Regions from separate parts of the Mus musculus genome. Here all the other regions are linked to region 6. The links are chromatin contacts, called in public Hi-C, HiChIP or PLAC-seq, capture Hi-C and promoter capture Hi-C maps. All regions are on one chromosome and are shown on one strand. Each heading gives the region's core, a stretch centred on a gene start, on an enhancer-like site or on the middle of the called end of the contact. The rest is flanking DNA. Distances are from core to core; before and after follow the strand shown.

The links. Promoter capture Hi-C pulls out the DNA fragments that hold promoters and counts their contacts. Hi-C and Micro-C count contacts between places; a contact is called where the count stands out from the background. HiChIP or PLAC-seq counts read pairs in DNA pulled down with a chosen protein or histone mark. Capture Hi-C pulls out chosen DNA fragments and counts their contacts.
Region 1: a capture Hi-C map of embryonic stem cells shows a contact between it and region 6, with 2.7 times the contacts expected there. The contact joins the promoter of Capn5 here to the promoter of Uvrag in region 6. A contact is called at or near these places in 4 of 39 promoter capture datasets (hematopoietic stem and progenitor cells, hippocampal neurons, liver and 1 more), 4 of 115 datasets of contacts at active chromatin or transcription factors (astrocytes, bone marrow-derived dendritic cells, bone marrow-derived macrophages and 1 more) and 1 of 9 other capture datasets (embryonic stem cells).
Region 2: a promoter capture Hi-C map of pre-B cells shows a contact between it and region 6, with 2.1 times the contacts expected there. The contact joins the promoter of Acer3 here to the promoter of Uvrag in region 6. A contact is called at or near these places in 3 of 39 promoter capture datasets (the C10 cell line, hippocampal neurons and pre-B cells) and 1 of 115 datasets of contacts at active chromatin or transcription factors (pancreatic cancer cells).
Region 3: a promoter capture Hi-C map of cranial neural crest shows a contact between it and region 6. The contact joins the enhancer-like site here to the promoter of Uvrag in region 6. A contact is called at or near these places in 8 of 39 promoter capture datasets (the 3T3-L1 cell line, 3T3-L1-derived adipocytes, the HPC-7 cell line and 5 more), 2 of 484 Hi-C or Micro-C datasets (CD4 T cells and the N1E-115 cell line) and 7 of 115 datasets of contacts at active chromatin or transcription factors (craniofacial prominence, embryonic basal ganglia, embryonic forebrain and 4 more).
Region 4: a promoter capture Hi-C map of liver shows a contact between it and region 6, with 2.1 times the contacts expected there. The contact joins the promoter of Rnf169 here to the promoter of Uvrag in region 6. A contact is called at or near these places in 4 of 39 promoter capture datasets (the C10 cell line, liver and pre-B cells) and 1 of 9 other capture datasets (liver).
Region 5: an H3K27ac HiChIP or PLAC-seq map of acute myeloid leukemia shows a contact between it and region 6, with 4 times the contacts expected there. The contact joins the promoter of Tsku here to the promoter of Uvrag in region 6. A contact is called at or near these places in 2 of 484 Hi-C or Micro-C datasets (both in embryonic stem cells) and 4 of 115 datasets of contacts at active chromatin or transcription factors (acute myeloid leukemia, bone marrow-derived dendritic cells, embryonic limb bud and 1 more).
Region 7: a contact with region 6 is called in a Hi-C map of CD4 T cells, with 4 times the contacts expected there. The contact joins the enhancer-like site here to the promoter of Uvrag in region 6. A contact is called at or near these places in 2 of 39 promoter capture datasets (the C10 cell line and stem cell-derived epiblast-like cells), 2 of 484 Hi-C or Micro-C datasets (CD4 T cells and embryonic stem cells) and 2 of 115 datasets of contacts at active chromatin or transcription factors (embryonic limb bud and embryonic stem cells).

Annotation. Positions count from the first base shown.
Region 1 is chr7:98,176,842-98,179,761 of GRCm38.p6, reverse strand. Capn5 (calpain 5) reads left to right here and starts at 1,488. Exons shown (of 13, transcript NM_007602.4): 1 at 1,488-1,718. It overlaps Gm16938 (predicted gene, 16938), which reads right to left and starts at 2,568. Exons shown (of 3, transcript NR_045972.1): 1 at 2,274-2,568; 2 at 352-437.
Region 2 is chr7:98,308,245-98,311,025 of GRCm38.p6, reverse strand. Acer3 (alkaline ceramidase 3) reads left to right here and starts at 1,484. Exons shown (of 11, transcript NM_025408.3): 1 at 1,484-1,678. The coding sequence starts at 1,576.
Region 3 is chr7:98,467,436-98,470,141 of GRCm38.p6, reverse strand. It overlaps Gucy2d (guanylate cyclase 2d), which reads right to left. Exons shown (of 19, transcript NM_001130693.3): 14 at 2,371-2,563. Among named protein-coding and RNA genes, the nearest start is that of Gm38588, 12 kb to the left of the region's middle. Within about 2 kb of position 1,256, at least 40 of the 459 cell types and tissues checked have an H3K27ac peak or open chromatin away from gene starts, as enhancers often do.
Region 4 is chr7:99,979,161-99,982,086 of GRCm38.p6, reverse strand. It overlaps Rnf169 (ring finger protein 169), which reads left to right and starts at 1,629. Exons shown (of 6, transcript NM_175388.3): 1 at 1,629-2,115. The coding sequence starts at 1,653.
Region 5 is chr7:98,359,954-98,362,701 of GRCm38.p6, reverse strand. It overlaps Tsku (tsukushi, small leucine rich proteoglycan), which reads left to right and starts at 1,414. Exons shown (of 2, transcript NM_001024619.3): 1 at 1,414-1,460.
Region 6 is chr7:99,139,327-99,142,443 of GRCm38.p6, reverse strand. Uvrag (UV radiation resistance associated gene) reads left to right here and starts at 1,300. Exons shown (of 15, transcript NM_178635.3): 1 at 1,300-1,610. The coding sequence starts at 1,494.
Region 7 is chr7:98,340,145-98,342,993 of GRCm38.p6, reverse strand. No RefSeq gene overlaps it. Among named protein-coding and RNA genes, the nearest start is that of Tsku, 20 kb to the left of the region's middle. Within about 2 kb of position 1,418, at least 96 of the 459 cell types and tissues checked have an H3K27ac peak or open chromatin away from gene starts, as enhancers often do.

The DNA.
Region 1 (2,920 bases), core at 239-2,738, 960 kb after region 6:
GCAGTACAGGTCTCATGTCCAAGGCCACACAGCTAAGGAGTCAAGGCAGAGCCCACGAATGAAACCAACACATAGTACCCTCTCCTGGCTCCATACTCAGAGCTATAGAAGAGAGTCAGAGCATTCTCTGGATACCATGGCTTTGTGGGCTGAAGAACACACTTTCCCAGACATGACCCCTGCTCTATCTCGGAAGATTTGAGAGGTGCCCTGACAGAGGTAATGCTACTTGCTACCTTGCTTGAGGACTTTGACTGAACCTTTTTGACATTTTTTGTCTCCACAATCACCATGTGCTTCTCCTAGAAAGCCCATTTTACAGACAAGGAAACTGAGACCATTAAAGGATATAGAACTTTCTCGGTAACTGGTGGAGTGAGCCCTTGATCCAGATCTGCTTTGTGGACCAAGGGCTTCTGGACAGAGACACGCTGAGGCTGTGTGGAGGCAATAGAAGAGCTTTTCTGTGGGGATGGAAAGAATGTAAAAACCCTAGGCCGGCGGCCATAGGCCAGGACTAGGGTAAATGGAGAGCGGAACCTAGTAGTCTTGGAACATTGTGCGTGGGTGGTGGTGGGTAGGGGGAACAGCAACATGGTTGGAAACTATTTGGTCAGTCAGGTAACCAGATGGAGCTACACTTAGGTGGCCAGGGACAGGGGTGAGGTAGAGGGCCGGATGACTGAGGTTGAGGTAATCATTAACAGAGACCAGGAAACTAGAGGGATGAGTGGGCCTGAGTTTCTGACCTGTGAGCGACTAGTATGACCAGGTCAGACAAGCTTTGTCTCTGTGGCCTTAGAGTGACCCAGCCTACTGTTGGCCAGCCCTGGTCATCTATAAATCTCCCTGGGATTCCCCCAAACCGCCTGGCCTGAGGAGATTGCAGTTTCCACTTCACAGAGTAAGAAACCAAGGCTTGGTGTATTCCAGGGCATTCTGAAGGCAGTCAGAGAGGGTCAAAAATCTGGGCCCTGCTGCTTTAGTCTACACTCAGAGCAGATAAATGCCCAGGACAGGACAGGTCTGGACAGGATAGGGCCAGCTTCCCTTAACTGACTGGGGCCCTCTGGACACCTCACCAGGGCCTACATTCCTCTTCTCCAGCTAAAATCTTGGGAATGGGTGTTTGGATACAAATGGAAAGGGAGTGGTTCTCATCTCATTGGGTCTTCCCATTCTCAGCTGCCCTGCCTTGGCCCTGTCTGAGCCCGGCTAAGATGCATACCCCAAGTCGGCCAACATTCTCTGCCAGCACTTAGTGGGGCACGCAGGTCCTCCAAGGCCAATGGCGAGGTAGGCAGCCAACGTCCCGGGATGCTCTCCTATCGCGGACAGCACTGGAGTGGGGTTTGAAGGAGTGTTGGGTCAGGGCCACCCTTTCAGTTTCGAGCCAGCACTATCGGGCGGCCTCAGGGAGGGGGGTGGGGGGGGGGAGGCACAGCCTCTCTAGTTCGCATGCGCAACAACCTCCCTTTCCCCGCCCCGCCCCACCCCGGGAGACCACGCCTCTGGCCTCCAATGGGAGGAGGCTGAGAGGAGGGGCGGGACAGACTGAAGCCCGGGGGTCCAAGTTCCAACCCCCGCCTGCGGGCTGCCGGGGTATCATCTCCCCGCAGAGTCCCAGGCTGTGGCGCGGGCTGGTCTAGCCTCCGCTCCAGTGCCCGCACTGTGCTCTGCATCCCGGGAGTCCAGCTCCAGCTGCGGCGACGCGGCAGGTAGGAGGCGCTGCGCGGAGGGAGGCGTGTGCGAGCGCACATTAGTGTGCGTTTGGGTGTGTGTGCAGGTGCAGCGCGGGCCAGTGCGTGCCTTGGGAGCACGAATCCGAGCAGGGGTTGTACATCCCGCGGATTCAGGGCTGGGAGTTGAGCGCTGGCCTGCAGGCCTAGGAGGCGGAGCCCCACCCCCACCCCACCCCCCAAAGATATGCCCGGGGCCCCTGAGCTCATCCCTACCTCCACCCGCAGCCCTGGGTGAGAAATCAACCTCACCTCCACCTGGGTGTTCTGAGGCCGCGTTCCCAGTGCAGAAGTGCTGGGGTGTGCTTATCACTGGTGGGCTAGACTCTAATCTTCCTTACAGGTCCCCTTTCCTGTCCTCACGCCTGTGCTCCTCAACCCATTAAACCTTCTAACCTTTCTAGATGTCCACATCCCATGGTTTGGAGTAGGCATGAGACCATGAGACCAAAGATCCCAGGTAGATGACCCTTCACCCCTTCTTGGCCACAATCCCCTAGTTGAATGGGGGTGGGGGGGGGGGCTCTTCCTTACCTTCAGGGCTGGGTGTGTGGCACTGGGAGCAAGGCGGGTCTGGCAGAAACTGGCTTTTTTCGGAGACAATTCAGGATTGATCCTATCTCCAGCTGTCAGGATTGGGGGTGGGGAGTGTAGGAAAGGTCCCCCTAAGGGGGCCCAGGGGTGGAGTGGGGCTGAAGAGCAATAACAGGTGCTCATTTGCCCTGGCAGTCTTTCCTGTGGTGAGAGTCAGCCCCAGACTTCACACAGATGAGCCCCAGCAGCAGAAGGGAAGGCAGCCTCTCTCTAAGGTGACCCAGCCAGAACTGGCACCCAGGATCCCAAGACACAAGCCTTGATCTCCTCTGTGCCAGAGGGTGGAACACTCAGCCAATGCCCAGGGCAGCTAAGTGTTCAGGGAGATCTTCCTGGGAAGCTCTGCTGTGCAAGGGAGGTTGAGGCCTCCCTGGATCCTTGCTGGTCCTTGCTGCAGGCTTAGTGTTTTGGGTGGAGGTGAAGAAGACCAGGGGGGGTCGGGTGTGGTGGGCCCAGCTGCTGCTACTGCCCTAGGCTGGGTCAGAGCTGAAGCCTGGGTGGAGCCTAACCTAAGAGGCTTCTCTTCCCACTGAGAGGATGGAGGGCCAACAGATGAGCTCCTGACTGGCGTGGTGAGAAGGCAGAGT
Region 2 (2,781 bases), core at 235-2,734, 830 kb after region 6:
GTGAATAATGATGCACATCTCTGGCCCCCTCCCCTTTGGTTGCAGCTCACCAGACTCATTTAGAAAATAACAATTGTATATCCCTGTTCTGCACAGTGTGGCCAGGCAGAATCTTGCAGGCTGGCTCACAAAGTATGGGAAGTGTCTCTATTCATGGTGTCATGAGTGTGGGATACGAAGGAAGGACAAAAGGCTCTCAGGTGTGAAAGCCAGGGAGGTCTTCAAGGAGCAAAATTTTAAACAAAAGTGGGAGAGTCGGCATCTTCATAGCAGGGGGAAAGTTTGATGGAGCTGAACACAAAAGGCAGCAGGATGTATCCATTATTTTTTAAGTTTTTACTTCTTCTTCTTCTTCTTCTTCTTCTTCTTCTTCTTATTATTATTATTATTATTATTATTATGCCCCCCCCCCAGTGTGTGTGTGTGTGTAGACACGTGTGCTATGTTGCCTGTACGGAGGTCTGGGGGCAACTTTATGAAGTCGGTTCTCTCCTTGTATTTTACATGGGTTCTTGAGATCAGGTTCAGCCTGCCAGGCTTGCATGGTAAGTGCCTTTAGCCAAACCCGTTGAGCCATCTCACGGACTTTAATAGCCCAGTGTGGAGGTGACAAGGGAGAAAAGCTCACTAAAGAGGCAGAAAATGCTGTGCATGGCCTAAAGGGAAGCCACAGACTTTTTAGTACTTTACTCAGTGTACACGTTTTTTTTTTTTTTTAAGAAAAGATTTGTTTGTTTGTTTGCTTATTTATTTATTTATTTATTTATTTGTTGTATGTGGGTACACTGTAGCTGCCTTCAGACACACCAGAAGAGGGCATTGGTTCTTATTACAGATGGTTGTGAGACACCATATGGTTGCTGGAAATTGAACTCAGGACCTCTGGAAGTCCAGTCAACGGTCCTAACAGCGGAGCCCCTCAGTGTATACTTTTAAAGGATCCTAATACCTGGTTTTTGTTCTGTACATTCTGACTTGTCCCTTTCACTCAGAATGACTTCCTGGGTATCTCTGGAGCTGCCTGGGGGTGTTGTTACTAGTCTCCTCCCTCGTTGGAGGTCCGTGGTCTGAGTTAGACACTGAGGTGTCTCATTGTGCAAGTTTAATCTTGACAGAGAAAGGTTTCTTCTCATTCTTGCCCCAATTAAAACAGACTGCCCTCACACTAATAGAGGCTTGGTCCCATCCTGACGGAAAAGTGGGTCCTGGAAGCCTCCCAACTTACTTCACCCTCACGTCGGGGTCGGCCGGGTTCCCCCCGCCCCTTTCCCTAACTCCTCTGGCTGATAACAACCTCTCCCACTTCTCCGGATTCCCACCCAGGGTCCAAGAGCTACAGATCAGCCCCGCACGATCAGGATGGGTCATTTGCGCCTGCCCCGGGAGCGGTGGGTGGGACTGGGCAGGGAGCGGGACGGGCCAGAGGCTCGGTGGGCGGGGCCTGCCTCTGGGCAGGTTCAGTGACGGCTCTAGCCCCGCCCCTGCCCTTTGGGTAAGGGAGGAGGAAGCCGGAGAGCGCGCTTTGCCTGAGCCGGCCCGAGAGCGGCTGAGCAGGGTGTGTGGGGCGTCAGCGCGATGGCTCCGGCTGTGGACCGCAAAGGCTATTGGGGCCCCACGACCTCCACATTGGACTGGTGTGAGGAGAACTATGTGGTGACCTTGTTCGTCGCTGAGTTCTGTGAGTGGAGCCTGAGGCGAGGGCGCGCGCCGAGGGGAGACGTGTGGGAGAACGCGGAGGGCGAACCTGGCGGCGAGGGTAGGCTCCAGGCCGGGCCCGCGAGCGGCAGCTAGGCGTGCGCGGCCGTGGGAAGCCGGGGAGCCGACGTGGCCGCCAGTGGTGCCTGGACTGGCTTCTGGGGGCCTTCAGGTTGGGGACGAAAGGGACGTACGAGCCGCGCCCGGACCTCGGATGAGAGCGTGAGGCGCGCCGCTGGGAATAGGAGTTCTTACCTGAGCGCGGCCGCTGCCAGGCCGGCCACTGCCCGCCCTGAAGTCGCTCGGGGCTGAGGAGGTCTCTGCCGGGAGGGCCCGAATGCTGCTACCCGGCCTCAGCCAGCCGGGCACAGAGAAGGGGACGCTCACTGGCTTCATCCACCCTCAATCCGGGAATACTCTTCAGGGGCCTTCCCTTCATCTGTCCGTTCTCGGTAGACCACTCACTTCCAGGAGACAGTTACCGTTTCTCAATGCCGGAGCCTCCACCCCCATTCTCACTCCTATTGCCATCCCTACCCGCTGCCTTCTTCTAGAGATCACTGTTCCTCTTGTCCCAGAGGTGGTAGCCAGAGCACCTAGTCACTACTTTCCTCAGCTGCTCTCCCAAGAGACTACCTCTCCCTGCTTCCCCACTGCATCTAGCTTATCAGACTTTCTAGGGGCTAGTGGTCATCTGAGGACACTTATTTCTATGAAAGCACTTTTAGAGTTCACGATTTGCTGCTCCTGGAGACCAGCATTACTAGCCAGATTAGGGTTTTCTCGGGGTGTGTGTGTTTGTGTGTGTGTGTGTTTGTGTTTTCTACATAATTATTCCAACCAGGCAAGAAAGAAATCAGCCACTTCTTCCATCCGCTTTGGTTAGCTTTTGAGAACACGTCCTTTTTTGGTTTCTGGCAAGGAACAGAGAATAGTCTTTGGTTGCTACTGCCTTCTTTTGAATGGATCCACTTTATTAGGCCGTGAGGCAAAACTCTTAGCTAACGTTCTGTACTTAAGTTCTTTTGGAGGACGAGTTTCAGGCCAGATGAGAAAGTCTTGTAGTTTTTCAGGACGTTAGTCCCA
Region 3 (2,706 bases), core at 7-2,506, 670 kb after region 6:
TCAGCCACACTGGCCCTCACAGAGGTGGCATGCCCAGAGCTGCCTGGAAACAAGCAGCCACTTGCAAGGGAGGCCATGGCTGCCTGAAGTGTATGTGCTTCCTTCAAAGAGGAGGCTACCACAGAGGAGAAGCAAGACGAATGGCTGCCTCCCACTGAGCATGCTTGTAGACTCTGACTGTGCTACCTACTTGCTGTGCAGCCTCCATGAGGGACTCTTGCCCTCTCTGAGCTTCATGTGTATGGAGGGCTAAATCATCCCACCAAGGGCACACATAGTGCCAAAGATGGCATGCTGTGAAGACCTCGAGGCCAAGCTCTCCGTCAGGGTGAGGCCTGAGAATGAGGAAGAGCTGAGGTCAGTCGCTGCTAGCCTTCTGTCGGTGACTGCCCTGTCTCTTCTAATCTGCAGAGCAGAGCTGAGCCACTGGTATTTCAACCCCGTGCTTCACTAAGGGGAACTTTGGGCTCAGAGGGTGGACAAGCTTTGGGGTTGTTTGATGGCTTAGATGGCTAAGGCCTCACATCTCACACAGCAGGTTGAGCTGGGAAACCACACCTCTCCTTGTCCCCTTTCTCCTGTCCCAAGCCTTGTCCCAGCACTCAAATTCTTTGCTATGTACAGAGAAGTGCTCACCCAGCAATGCTGATGCTGGGGTGGTCCTTCCACCCAACCCCATTACCAACCCCCATCCTTATCCTCCATTCTCTCCCTCACCCCTACCCATACTGCCACCCTTGCAGGAAGTGGTTATATGGTTGCTTCTCAGCCCAGAAAAGATTCAAAGTGGTAACTAGATCCTGCTGTTGATGGGCGGGGGGACCAAGGCAGATGGGGGGAGTGATGAGAGATGCACTACACATCACAGAGGCTGGGCCTGCTGTTCCCCACATCTGGAGGGGTGTGCGGGCCTTGTTTGATTTCATTTCCCTCTGCTGGGAAGATGCAGGCCTCTTGGCTGGAGTTCAGAGCAGAGCTGAGCCGTGATTCAGAGCTGTGAGGGCCACATGTGTGAGAAAAGATTGGCAGAGGTAGGAGAGACAGGCCAGGGGTAACTTGGGGCAGATCAAAGCATGGAGGCGCAGGGAGACCTGTGGGACACACAGGAGGCCGGGGTGTGCCCATTGGCCTTCCAGACATCTTAGGAGCCATGGAGTCCCCAGGGGGAGCAGAAGAGAGGCTGGGGTCTCAAGTGGCAGTGGCAAAGGTGGTCACCACCATACTGTCTGCAGGAGAGAGTGCTTGTGGTAGCCTGTGAACACTTGGGGTTCCTCGTGGCTCTGCTGTTGTCTGTGTAGACCCAGGCAGGCTTCCTTCCTCTCTGGGCCTCTGGACTGAATCAACAAATTCTGCCAAGGGGAGTTTTACAAGTGCCAATGAGAGCAGCTACCTATGCAAGGGAGTGAATGGGAGACTGGAAAGATGGCTAGCAGGGAGCAGGGAGAGAGGAAAAAGGTGGGTGAATCAGGAAGAGGAAGGGTTATATGAGAAGGTCTGGTGGTGTGAGCCTCGAACACTCAGAAAAATGTGGTGGTCCACAGAGGTGGAACAGCCACAAATGCACTCAGAGAAGAGCTGGGTCAACTCCAGAGGGCTTGTGGGCCACTGTGACATTATCCCAAGAGAATCTATGTCGCAAAGAGGGTAAACTTCCTACAAGGGGCTGAGGACTCAACAGCAAGTTCAGCCCTCAGGTTCACCCGAGTCACTTCACCCCACCATCTCATCTGTAAGTGAGGGGTGCTAGCCCTTTCCTCCTAAGTCCTCATGCACACAAAGCCCTTAACCTGGCATCTTGTATACAGTAGGTGCTCAGTAAGTGCTGGGGCACTACAAACAGTGTAAGCAGCTTGCCTGCTCCATCTCCTGACTCTTTCCGGAAGAAATCAACTTAAATGTCACACTCCATCCCTCCTTGGATTCACATCCCCTGCAATGTGGCTACAACGCCCATCCACAGCTGGTACTGCGTCTTCCACCTCTTCAAGTTGTCTCCCTCAGCCAACAGAATTTGTCAGGAAAAGCAGTGTGCCAACCCCAGGCGAGAGCTCAAGGGCTAACATGCCTCTGCCCTCTCTCAGAACCCAGCTATACATGTGAACCATCTCAGAGAGACTCTGGGCCAGAGCCCAGTCCCTCCAGTCAAGGTTCCAGAGATGCAGAAAACCAAACTAAGATCAGCAAGCTGCCCACCTGGCCCACATCTGGCTGGAGATGCCTTGTGAGTCACAAATGGTTTCTTTGTATGCTACTGGACTTTGAGATTATTCATTACACAGCAGGGTTAATTGATACAAGCGCACAGTGAGTGGATAGACACAAATTAGTGGTGCTGGCTACAGAGAGAAGAAGGTCACCTGTTGTCCTCACCTTATACACATCATGGCTGTCGAGAACAGCATCAAACAGCGTGTAGAGATCATTGAGGAAGCCCACCACCTCAATGGGCTCACTCAAGGCTGAGATGGTGGTGAAGCCCACGATGTCACTGAAATAGATGGTGACCTGGTCGAAGTACTCGGGCTCCACTGTTGTCCCCATCTTTAGAGCATGGGCGACAGACCTGAGAAGTGAGAGGGGCCATATGAGGACCCTGTTTTTTTCCAGCTTGGAGGTTGGGGATGTGATAGGGAGGATGTCCCTGTTTGGCTAGTGTGTCAGCCACACTGGATGCACCTGTCCTAACTTTCTCAGAATTAAAGCCAC
Region 4 (2,926 bases), core at 380-2,879, 840 kb before region 6:
TGTACCACAAGCCTTCCTTGTCAGAACCAGGTAAAATGTCCCTGGGTAGGAAGTGAGCAAGTGCCCGGATAAAGGACAGCCCATCCAAGAACTCACTTCTGTGTCTGGCAGTATTCTGGCTGTCTGGGCCTTAGGCTGGGCCTCTGACTCTCTGGACATGATGTTTAGTTACTCACTGACCCTTTGTCAGTTGCTGTCTGTCCTTTACTTCCAGGTTCTCATCCTAAGGCTCCAGTCCCCCCCACCCCAACTTGGATTAATCACTCTGCTTTGAATCGGTTACCACCAACTGTGGACACTCTCATGACAACCTGGAGCTTCTAGATGCTTTCTTCTACATACAGTTGCTTAAAAATAATGTCTTTACAAAGCCTGTGATTTTCCATAAAGATAACATCTTGGTCCAAATGCACCTTAAGGTAAAAATAATAAACAAACAAACAAACAAATAAATAAATAAATAGGCAACACCCCGAGACTTGTTGTAGTACAGTCATCTTTCCATCAGGGGGAGCCATTCTTTTTCCTAAATCCTCTGTATCCAGAAAGGAAAATCACAGCAAAGTCTCAACACCTCTCCCTGGCTTAAACAGGAATGATGTGGTCAGAGCTGGCCGGTAGGAATGAACTCTAAGATCCATGGGACAAAGCTTATAGGAAGAGGGGTTGTGTGATGGCAGGTCAGTTTGCAGAAGTCACAGCTGCCAGCTAGGTGAAGAGATGAGGAGAAAGAAATCATGCAGTGGGCTTATGGAATGAAGAAGTGGGTGGGAACAGGCTGGAAATAGAGCCATTTTGGCCAGAAAATGACAAGACTATAAGTTAAAGATGCCTGGGCTGGGAGCGTGAGGACCCTTGAGATGGTTCTGTGAATAGAATGTGGGAAATAAGGGCTGTTTTGAAAGGATGGAGACATTAGGTTTGTGCACGGAGCATGCAGATATCCATAATGATAAATTCAATAACTCTGAACTGCAGATATTAGTGTGGGCTTTCATGGGGAAGAAAAGAGGAGACCAGGGAGTCATATAGACTGAGAAAAGAAAAGGCACAAGCTTACACAAGAGTATCTACATTTAAGTATCAAACACAGAAGTAATCTGAGGAGCAGGGTTTGTGTAATAAAGTATGCTTTTTTTTTTTGCCCCAGCCAAGGGAGGGGACTTCATAAAGGGATGTGGAGAGAGAGGGGCTGAAATGAGGGCTGGTCAGGTTGTTATTTCAACAATCACTCAAGACTTTTGGTCATGATAGGCCTCATGCTAATCACAACAAGCTGCTATGGCCCCGAGGAGAAAGCCCTTACCAAATGAAGTACTTCGACAAGTTTCTGGATAGCTCATATTTATAGTTCATTTTATAAAGTTCAGGGTCGCTCAAAAATTCCAAATAAATTCTTTCAGTCTCTCAAGATTCAGTGCTAGAAACTACAAAAACAGGAGGGCGGGCTGAAAGACCAGATATATAAAGAATAATCATTAAATATTAATAAGCAGTCTCCTCCTGCTAAGCGAAAGGCCCTAGGAGAAATATCCCCAGGCGGACTAGGTTCCCGCCCCCTCATGAATATGCAGATAGCTGTCCGCCGCGCACTGCCCCGCCCTCTACTCCTCTCCCACCGCAACCGACTCTCCCTTCAAACGGGAAACAAGATGGCGGCGGCAGGTCCGAGCACTCGGGCTTCTTCCGCTGCGGCCGCGGCAGCTCTGAGTCGGCGGGGCCGGAGGGGCCGCTGTGACGAGATGGCGGCAGCGAAAGCCGGGGCTCCGGGCCCGGCCTCCAGCCCCGCGTTGTTAGTGTTGCGGTCAGCGCCACGGCCGGAGGAGTCGGGCTGCACCGGGTGCCTGGAGACCCCGGGGGAAGTGGCGGCCCTGCCGTGCAGCCACTCGCGGTGCCGAGGCTGCGCCTCGCGCGCGGCGGGCCCGGGCTGCCGTCGCTGCCGTCCCCGCGGTTCGGGCTGGGCCCGCCGTCGGGCGCGCGACGACGGCCAGGCCGCCGCGGAGCTGATGGGCGAGCGCGCCCGTCGTGGACAGCCAGAACCCTGCCGCCCGCGCCGGGACGGGGGCGCGGCTGCCTCGGGGCCCAGGCCGGAGCCGGAGCCGCTCGCGGAGCCAGGTGGAGCCTCCCCTCGCCCCTGTGGGCTTCAGCCAGGCCCAGCCGCCGGGTCTGGCCTGGTGAGCGGGGTGGAGGGTCCCGGGCTCTGCTGCCGCGGGTGTGGAGAGTTCTGCTGGGGTCGCGACCGGGTTCTGCCCAGGCGCAGTATGTGTTGGTGAAGGTTGAACTTTGGAGCGAACTGTACGCGTGTTGAATTTGGAGGGGCAGTGAGGGGACCCCGCGCCTTGCGTAAGTCAGAAGTTTGGAAGGAAACAATTCCTGGAACAAGTTAGGGGCATGTTGAAGTTGGTGCGTGGAGGGGGAGGGGCCCTGGAGGATCCCAGCAGCGCTTGTTTCAGTGTTGGGCAGAGGGCTTGGGGTCGCGCGGTCTAGGAGGGATGTGTCTTCCAGGGCTGGAGAGAATGAGGTGTGGGATATCCCAGGCTCAGGGGGAGCTTTGCAGACTTGAGAGCAGAGTGGGTTTTGAGGATGAGCTCTCGTGTGAAGTTCTTTCTCATGCTATCTTGGGAAAAAAAAAAAAAAAATATATATATATATGCATGCTTAGCGCAGAGCTTGCCACACAGGATGAGATAAATGCCATCTATTTTGGTGATAATACTAATCATAAACGTTAGTGGTGCTTGATGAAGAAAGCTGGGTGGGATTTAAGTTTTGGAGACAAAGATTGGTTTGGCTGGGGGCTGTTTTCTGTCTTTCTATGTAAGTTTCATCTATGATGCTGGCAACTTAAAGGTCTGTTGTAGGACTCTTGGCCTGAACTCCTTTGCCTTTCTCACCGTCGGCAGCCCATCACTTGTTGGTGCTGAAG
Region 5 (2,748 bases), core at 165-2,664, 780 kb after region 6:
AAATTGTAAGGGTGACCCTGCCCACTTGGATACGATTTCAGACGAGGCCACAGTAAAAAGATTCCCCTAAAGACCTCCTATTCCCAAGGATGATGGATTTTTTTTTTCTTTCCCTCTTTTGGCTTTTTGAAACATTCTTTCTCCAGAGCTAGGCTTTCACACTGACAGTTATCCTGCCTCCCCCTCCTAGGAGACAGGGACCATTGTCCCCTCTCCTCATTAATAGCAGGGTTCAGCCCAGGTGAGTCCCCAGGGCCACATGGTGGAGGGAAGGGAAGGGTCTGAACAACCACTTTCTTCTGAGTGTGAACTTGACTTTGCTGACTGGGAACTTCCTTTTCCTCGGGCAGACACGCACAAGCCCAAGCAAAGATTTCTGTTTTTAAATAATAAGGAAGAAAGAAATGAAAAGACTGTGTGCAACAAGCCTGGGCCACGGCAGGGAAACATGGCTGGAGTTCCCCACCCAGGGGCCCTTTCCAAGGTGGCAAGTTCCTGGGAGGTCCAGAGACAATACCACACTTCCCTCTAACCCTTTACTTCCCTCTGGAGATAGGCACTGTCTGGGTATGTGGATAGAAGTACCTGCAGCAGGCAATTTCTCTCTTCACTCATGTATTTTTTTTCAAACACACACATGTCATATATCATATATATTTGCATATATATATATATATATATATATATATATGCAAATAATTTCGGCAGAAGAGGATGGAAGACTTAAGCCGCTACTACAGAGCAGTTTCCCTTCTTGGAAATCCAGCCAGAAGTTGACTTTCCCTCCAGGAAAAAAAATATGTCTGTTAAGTCTGTTGCTTTCTCCCTCACTTGGTGTCTGCCAGCTTTCCTGCTTTTGCTCTCTCTCTCTTCTGTTCTGCCTTGTCTCTTTTCTCAAACACACCCATTAGTGACTCTGGACCTTTTTTAAAACTTTTTTTTTAAGTGGGGTAGGGGAGAATTTGAGAGAAAAACCCTCACCCACCCATTCTTGCCAACTAATTCTGCTTTCCTACACACACACACACACACACACACACACACACACACACACACTGGCGACCTCCAGATGTTCCCGACCCAGCGGCCATCTGCTGAGATTACTGGGACGCGCAACTGAAGGAAGGCAGAGGGGGCAGGGATCCGGGTTGCAGGAAGCTGGGAGAGGCCTTGTGGAGTAGGAGGGAACCGCGCACTTTTTAGACGCTCCCTAGGGTGGAACCCGTGCTCGGCCGGCGGGGGCAGGGCTGCTAAAACGCCCCCCTAGACTTGCACTTTAACGACGCTCCCTGAGCTTCCTGGCCTGTTGCCGGTGCAGCCACTGGGTGCCGAGCAAGGGGAGCCCGGCGGCGGGCGGGGACGTGGGGCGGGACGAGCGGCGCGGAGAAAAGCGCCGGCCCATGGGCCAACGCCGGGTCGCCTAGGTGAGCGTGCCGAGGCGACAACTGCAGACCTGCCAGGTGGGTGCTGTCGGGAGGCGCAGCGAGATCGGCGCGCATTTGGAGGTTTGGAGCCCGGGACTCCAACCTCACCGCCCCATCCCGTGAGCAGGCCAGCGCGAGGGGCGGGTCCGGGTCCTGCCAAGGCCCCTCAACTTTTCCGGGACACCGAGCCATAGAGTCGGGGGAGCAAGGGTGAGGGCTTTCAGGAGACAAAGGCTCTGCCTGGGGGTCGTGGGCGTGGGCCGGCGCCTCCAGGGTCTTTGTAAGAACACGTGCATCTCACGGTACTGGGTCTTTTGTGGATTTGGGTTCGGAAGCCAGCATCTGCCTTGCCTTTGTGTGTGCGTGGCTTTGCATGGCTATCTCGCTCCAGTGTCCCCGTTTTGCAGCCTTGCGTTTGGTTGTGGGGACCGGTGGGCGCTCCTAGTGTCCGCATACGTGGTCTATGCTTGTCGACGTGTCTGAGTTGAGTATCTGTGGGGTATGTGCGCACTGAGAGCCCTGAAGCTGCCCCGACTCTCTGCTCCCTTTCTGTCCATCGTTTTCCCCCTACTTGGCTTCAAACTTTTCTCTGGGTTCCTCCGGCAACGCCTGTTGGCAGCCCTTCTCTGTCTCACCTCCGGAGGTCCTTTGAGCCGGGAGGGGATGAGATGGATTTGGTGGGTTGGGGGTGATCTGCAGTGCCTGGCGACTGGCCCGGGCCAGGACTGGGCGGAGCGTGCGGGACACCCTCACTGGACCCCAGTGGGAGGAGGGAGGGGACACCGCTGGTCTGGGCTCCGGCCTGAGGCCAGAGACCCGGGAATAGCGTACTGCTGGCAGTAGTCTGCTCTGCGCTCCGGGGACAGAGTGAGTGCGGACTGAGATCAGTCTGTTTGGTGGAGAGACTTGATTGGCTTTGAGTTCCGGCTCTGCTTTAACCCGACCCCAGAGTGAGGGGACGAACCTTCCAATCCAGTAGGTGAGAAAAGCCACGGTTTGTCTGCATCCGGCCTGCTCGCGGCCCCTAGCCCTGATTGGGCTGTGATGAAAAGGGGCTTTCCACACACTAGTTTCCCAAGGGATGGCCAATGGCTCACGTAGGGCACGGGCGTGTTGCAGAGCCCGTTGAGATTCGGTCACTGATGTGGATGAAGTGAGAAGAACTCTATGCCGTGGGAGCGGAGCGCACCGTGGTGGTAACCAGCGTGGCGAGCTTAGCTGAAAGCGGCTCCCGCCCACACTTGGCCAGGCTCAGAGGTGACTCAAACTTTGATCCTTTCTTGCTCCATGCTAGCCTTTCGGATAAGTCTAGACTTGCAAAGCC
Region 6 (3,117 bases), core at 51-2,550:
TGGAGAAATTCACACTCTATGGGGACGGGGGAATCAATATTCTGCAAAATGACTCAGTGCTACTTATAGAAGCAATGGCTGTAGCTGCTATTATGGTCAAAGAAGTCTTCAGGGAAGGGAGGGCATTTGAGCTGTACCTTCATATTCATTTCTCTATTATCTGCAAGCAATGCGGATCCAGGGACGAATCAGACAAGGTCTTTTGGTTGAGGAATTCACATATGAGTGTTTGAATTCGGGGAGGCTGTGTGTGTTAAATGACTATTAAAAGACAAAGTGGAGGCTGCTGTGGTGGCACACTCCTGTAGTCCCAGCACCTGGGGAGCTGAGGTAGATTGAGCTACATGGTGAGTGGCAGGTCAGCCAAATCTCGCCCCTCCCCCCGCCCCGCCCCCGCGCAAAGCAAGTAAACAAACAAAGACAACACAATAGAATAAGCAGGTCTGTGGTAAAGGCAAGTTTCCTAATTCGGAGTTTCAGAGAAGTCTTTTGGAAGGACTCCTGCCCCAGCTGAAATACGATGGCTAAGCAAGCGTTAGTCACAAGCAGTAAAGGCTTTCTAGGCAGAGCATAAGCATCCCACCAGCAGAGGTGAGACAGTCTCTTGGCTGGCTGGCACACTTTGTGGCTAAGCTTACTAGTTATAGAAGCTAGAAGGGGCGTGGACTTGCAGGTCTGAGTGGATCACTGAAGAGCTGGTGGACTGCCCGATGGATCTTTGGTCTCAGTGATCGCGGCTCGGTGGCGGCTCCCCCTCTCAGTCATAAAGCGTGGCTTTTTTTTTTTTTTTTTGTACGTGGATGAGAACACTTCGGGAAGTCAGACCATCCATCCATCCCGACTCAGCTGGTGCCAAGCGGGTCCCCGCCCTCCACTGGAGGCTCTGTTACCATAGCAACTAGGTTAGGGCGGAAGTGGCTTAGAGGACTGACTCTCACTAATCAGGTGACTCTCCAGACTTCTGCACGTGACACGACATACCAGGCGCGCGCTCTACCTAATCAAGAAGCCGTCCCTGTTTCACTGACAACTGACAGCGCTCTAGAGCAATAGCCCACGAGGCTTCCCTAGGAGACCACACCCCTCAATAGGGAAAGGGCCAATTAGGCTGAGGCAAAGAGAAGTTACGCCCCAGGTTTAGCCCGGGTTTGACAGACGCAATTGAGGCCATCCTAGAGTCCCTCCGCCCCTAGCCATTGCGGCCGACGACGGACGGGCCCACTGGCCAATAGCACGTCCCTTGGCCGCCACCGGGTCCCGCCCTCTCAGAAACGGAACCAATGAGCACGCCAGCTCTGGGCCGGGTGGAGGGGTTGCACTGCGGTAATATGGCTCTTCCTTAGCCAGCGGCGGTGGCCAGCGCGGGCGCAGAGCTGCTGGGGCTCTCGGTGCCCGGTTTCTAGGCTGTAGGGGCTCTGCGAATCACAGCTCGGGAGGCAGCGGCCGATGCGGGAGGACTGCCCACCTGGCCGCTCGGCGGCTCAGGGGTCCAGATGAGCTCCTGCGCCTCGCTCGGGGGCCCGGTGCCCCTGCCACCCCCGGGCCCGTCCGCCGCGCTGACGTCCGGTGCCCCCGCGCGGGCCCTGCATGTGGAGCTGCCGTCTCAGCAGGTGAGCCGGCCGCGAGCCGGGGGGCGGAGAAGGTTGGCGGGGCTCGCAGGGCTGAGGAGGGCTGACAGGAGGAGGAGCCCCCTCCCCGGCCGTTCCCGCGCTCAGACCCCCGCATCCCTCCAAGAAGGCGCCGGGGAGCCCTGCCCCGCTGGCCGCCGCCGCGCTTTCCCTTTCGCTCCCCGATCGAGGAGTCGGTTTTCTGCACTTATTCTTAGCGTTTCGGGTGCTTCCTTCCGCTCCTCCTGAGGAAGGTATTTGGGACGTTGGGGTTTCCTTTCCAATCTCAGATCCTCATGGCACACTCCACTCCCTCGGGTGAGTGTCTGGAAGGAGGATTTGAAGTAAATATTCATAGCTTGTATCTCACGTGTGTGTGTGTGTGTGTGTGTGTGTGTGTGTGTGTGTGTGTGTGTGTAATAAGGACAAGAGAACACTGACTTTGGGAATCTGACAAAATTCTTGGCAACACCCGCCTATCAGTACATCTTCCACTGGCCTCCCTCAGTCCCTCGGGGAGACTCTGCAGGAACCTTAGCATTGAAGAGGACCTGGAGAAACTGTCAGTCATGGAGAGGTTACCGAGCTGGGTCTGTGCAAAGTGAGCATTGAATCGTCACAACTCCATGAGATAGCTGGTTTTATTGTCCCGGTTTCTCAGTTCTAGGAACAAGCTTGCTCACTGCCTCTCTGTTAGTGTTTCTGGTGGGGATGGATTTCCAAATACAGAGTCTGACTCCAGCTTGTGCTCAGCAGCAATAGTTTGCTTTAGACTTGAGAGCAGCTGCTCCACCACGGTCCACAGGACGAGCTCCCTCAGACCCTTTCTGTAACTTTCCATCCTTGCAAGAGACAGGAAGGAGCCACTTAGGAGCGCAGAGGCTATGGGAGAGAGGGCCAGGCATAGAGTGCATCGGAATGTAAAGGAAAGAGCAATGTTGCACCCCACCCCCCCAACCCGGTGCCGGATGAGGTGCCGGATGAGTAGGGAAGCAACGTTAACTGCAGAAGCAAGGCTCTGTAGTAGGAGAGAATTTAGCAAATCAGAAGGCATGTGCCCAGGTTTTGTAGTGCCATTGGAGAGGGAGTTTGGAGAATATTAGGAGTTGGAAAGGAATGAGGCTTGTATTGCGTTTCCAGGTCGTGGGAGAGGATGAGAGGGTGGCTGGGAGAGTAGTCTGTGGATTGGGCATTAATGTGAATTTTTGCCTGTGTGGGAGGTGGAGTGTGAGGGCCTGCTGGGAGAAGCAATAGTGAGCACTGTTAGGAGCCGCCTGGAGAAATTGGGCATCTAGATGGGCATAGTTTAGGGAAGCTGTGAGAGCATGGCGGGTTGGAGAAGAGAACAAGGCATGTTTTCCTGACTAGAGCCTGTTCTAGCAATAACGGTTCAAAACTAGAAGAACTAATCCAAGCCAACTGCCGGTTCAACACAGTTCAACTCCATTTGTTAGTGTTGGTCGAGTTTCTAGATTGGCATATAGTGTCCTAAGTGTCAGCTGGGTGCTGC
Region 7 (2,849 bases), core at 169-2,668, 800 kb after region 6:
AAGATGAGTACAAATAAATGAAAGAAACCAGATTTTGCTGTTTCTGGTGTGGAGGCCCTGCCCTGCCCTCCTTCTCTCCCTTTCTCCAGGACAGATGCCAGAGCCTCAGGCAGCAAGTGTGCCCCACCGTCTGGAGGTGGGCTAGGACAGTTGACCCCAGTGAACTTCCCCTATGGTTTTCTAGCCCCTTGACCTACGCCCACTCTGCTCTCCCTTCTTACTGATGATGAGAGTGCCCCAAGTGCCCCCATCCATGGCCCCATGGGCTCAGAGGGGTCTCTCCCTCAAGCTGCAGGAAACATCTTCCTCCCCTGCATGATTTCAATCGTGTTAGCCAAGCGAGGAGCTCAGGCCCACGTTTGCTCCTTCTGGGAGGTCTATGCCCCAGCTTGGGGGTGTGAGCAGCTGAAGTGCAAAGGATAATCCCAGAGTACTAGAAAGACCCGGAAACCATCTTATTTTCCCAAGTGTCTCACAGTTTAGCTTTAGGATTACATAATCTTTAAACTTTCACATGGGTGGGTGTGGTGGGTGTGGTTCAGGTCTTAGAACAAGCAGATCCAGATGGATTCTACTGCATAGCTGATACTGGAGTTTACAAAAGGATCTTACACATTTGAAAGCAGGGCAGGGATGTATGTCACAAGCCCCCCTCCAAACTGCCCTCTTTTCTCTCCTCTTAGAACGATTTGTGTTGACATGGAAAAGAAAAGAAAAGAAAAGAAAAGAAAAGAAAAGAAAAGAAAAGAAAAGAAAAGAAAAAGGAAAGGGAAGGGAAAGAAAAGAAAAGAAAAGAAAAGAAAAAAAGATGAGAGAAGAGAAGAGAGGAGAGGGGGGTGTCAGGGAGGAGAGGAGAGGAGAGGAGAGGAGAGGAGAGGAGAGGAGAGGAGAGGAGAGGAGAGGAGAGGAGAGGAGAGGAGAGGAGAGGAGAGATAGAGGGGGCTAAGATGATGTTGTAGCTGACAGGCTGGCCCAAAGGACCGGCAGGAGGCTAATTCACGAGGGGTAACCACTTTCTCTAGTGGACCTGTGAGAGATGACAAGAAAAATAAAACTCGAAGTCAAAGGCGACAGAATTCTAAGAGTGACAAGTGGATTAAGGAAGAAGGAGGGGTGGGTTGTGAGGAGGCGGGAAAGGGGGCTCAGCTCAGTTCTCCGTGGGTTTGGACGCCTCCCCTATCTGCCTCCAAAGCCTTGCATCTAGCAGAGACCCTACACATCGTCTTGGGGCACCCCGGGATAGGCTAAACTCAGCCCTGACCCATAGCCTCCCATGAAGGAGCCCCAGGCCAGCAACACAAGAAAGCAAAGTGACTGCGTAGTCAGGCCCCGGACTTCAGTTCCGAGGGTCTGACGGGGCGGAACTAAGAGCTTCCGGCTAAGCTTGTCATGGAGTTAATGCCCGGCAGGTGGCGCTGGGATTCCTACTCTGGTGGAAGCTCCTGGGCTTCTATTTCCTGCTTCCTTCCTGGACTCCTACTGACAGAAGCAACAAGTGAGTTGGAGGATGCTACAGGTCCGGAGCAGAGGGCAAATTCAGAAGCACGTATCTGATGACCAGAATTTTTCACGGTTACCAGGAACTCCATTCTCTTCACATAGTCCCCTCTGCTACAAGAACTTTCCTGCTCTCTGTTTCATAGAATTGAAAAATATTAATCCAGGTTCCCTAATAAATAGGGTTTTTGTTTTGTTCTGTTATTTTGTTTTAGAGTTTCCTATGTCCAAACCCAGGGATAGGTACTGAGGAAAGATCAGCGACTAAAGTCTCTGATGTTCGAGATGTTGGCACCTAGTTGGGAAGGGACAGCCCACACACACTGGACATGTTAAACAAGACCACACTACATACTGCCACAAGGTACAGAAGCAATAGATCAGTGTTCATAGGAGAGAATCGGGTCTCCGCGCTCTTACCTCTGAGCTGAGGTCTGAATGGAGGCCAAGCGAGGCCTGCAGGGACACTTCCCAGGGGAAACTCAGATGCCTCGCCCGTGAGAAAGGGACAGTGGGCAGGTGTGCAGTGTAAAGCCAACAGGGCAAGGACAGAGGCCTCGGCTGCCCGGGAGGCTACACTGTGGGGGTGTGCATCCCACCCCACCCCCACTGCAGAGGCAGCAGCTCAGCCATCTGAAGGATGGCCTGGACACACAAAGATCACTGCTGTGTGAGTACAGAACTGGCCAGAGCTGCCAGAGAGGAAGTCATTACCATCAACTGTGACGATGGCAGCTCGGTGGTAAAGATGTCAATGAGAATGAATGTAAAGGGTTTGAACTGTTTCTGGAGTTAAAAAACAAAACAAAACAAAACAAAACAAAACAAAACAAAACAAAGAGCAAAAAGCAAGCGAAGGAACAAACAACAAAATCCCTATCAACAAAAAGGAGTCTGATGAATCCAGCCCTGCGATGGCTTCCTTCTTGCTTTATCAGAGAGATAAGAAACGGAGCAGAGGGAGAAAACAGTTTGGCCAGGTCCCATAACTGATTAGTGATAAAATCTGGGCTTAAAGAGCATTGCTGTCTGCCACCCGTAGAGGGTTGTTTAAAGACTTGACTCAAAGCAAAGGATGGAAACCAGAGAGTAAGCTGCCCAGGCACTGATACAAGCTTAACATCAAACCCAGAGACCCTTTGCAAAGCGTTACCAAGGTAACCAGGTACTGCCCTCAGCATAGGCTCTACTGCTCCTTCAACTCTGGGAGCATCTCCATAAGGAGCATTGGTGAGACCCTGGCACTTAAGTTCTTTTGACTGTCTGTCCCCTGTGTCCCCTACACACACAGCCATTCCCTATCCTGACTCACTAGGGTTGGGTGTTGACAATTAGGGGCACTAATGAAACAA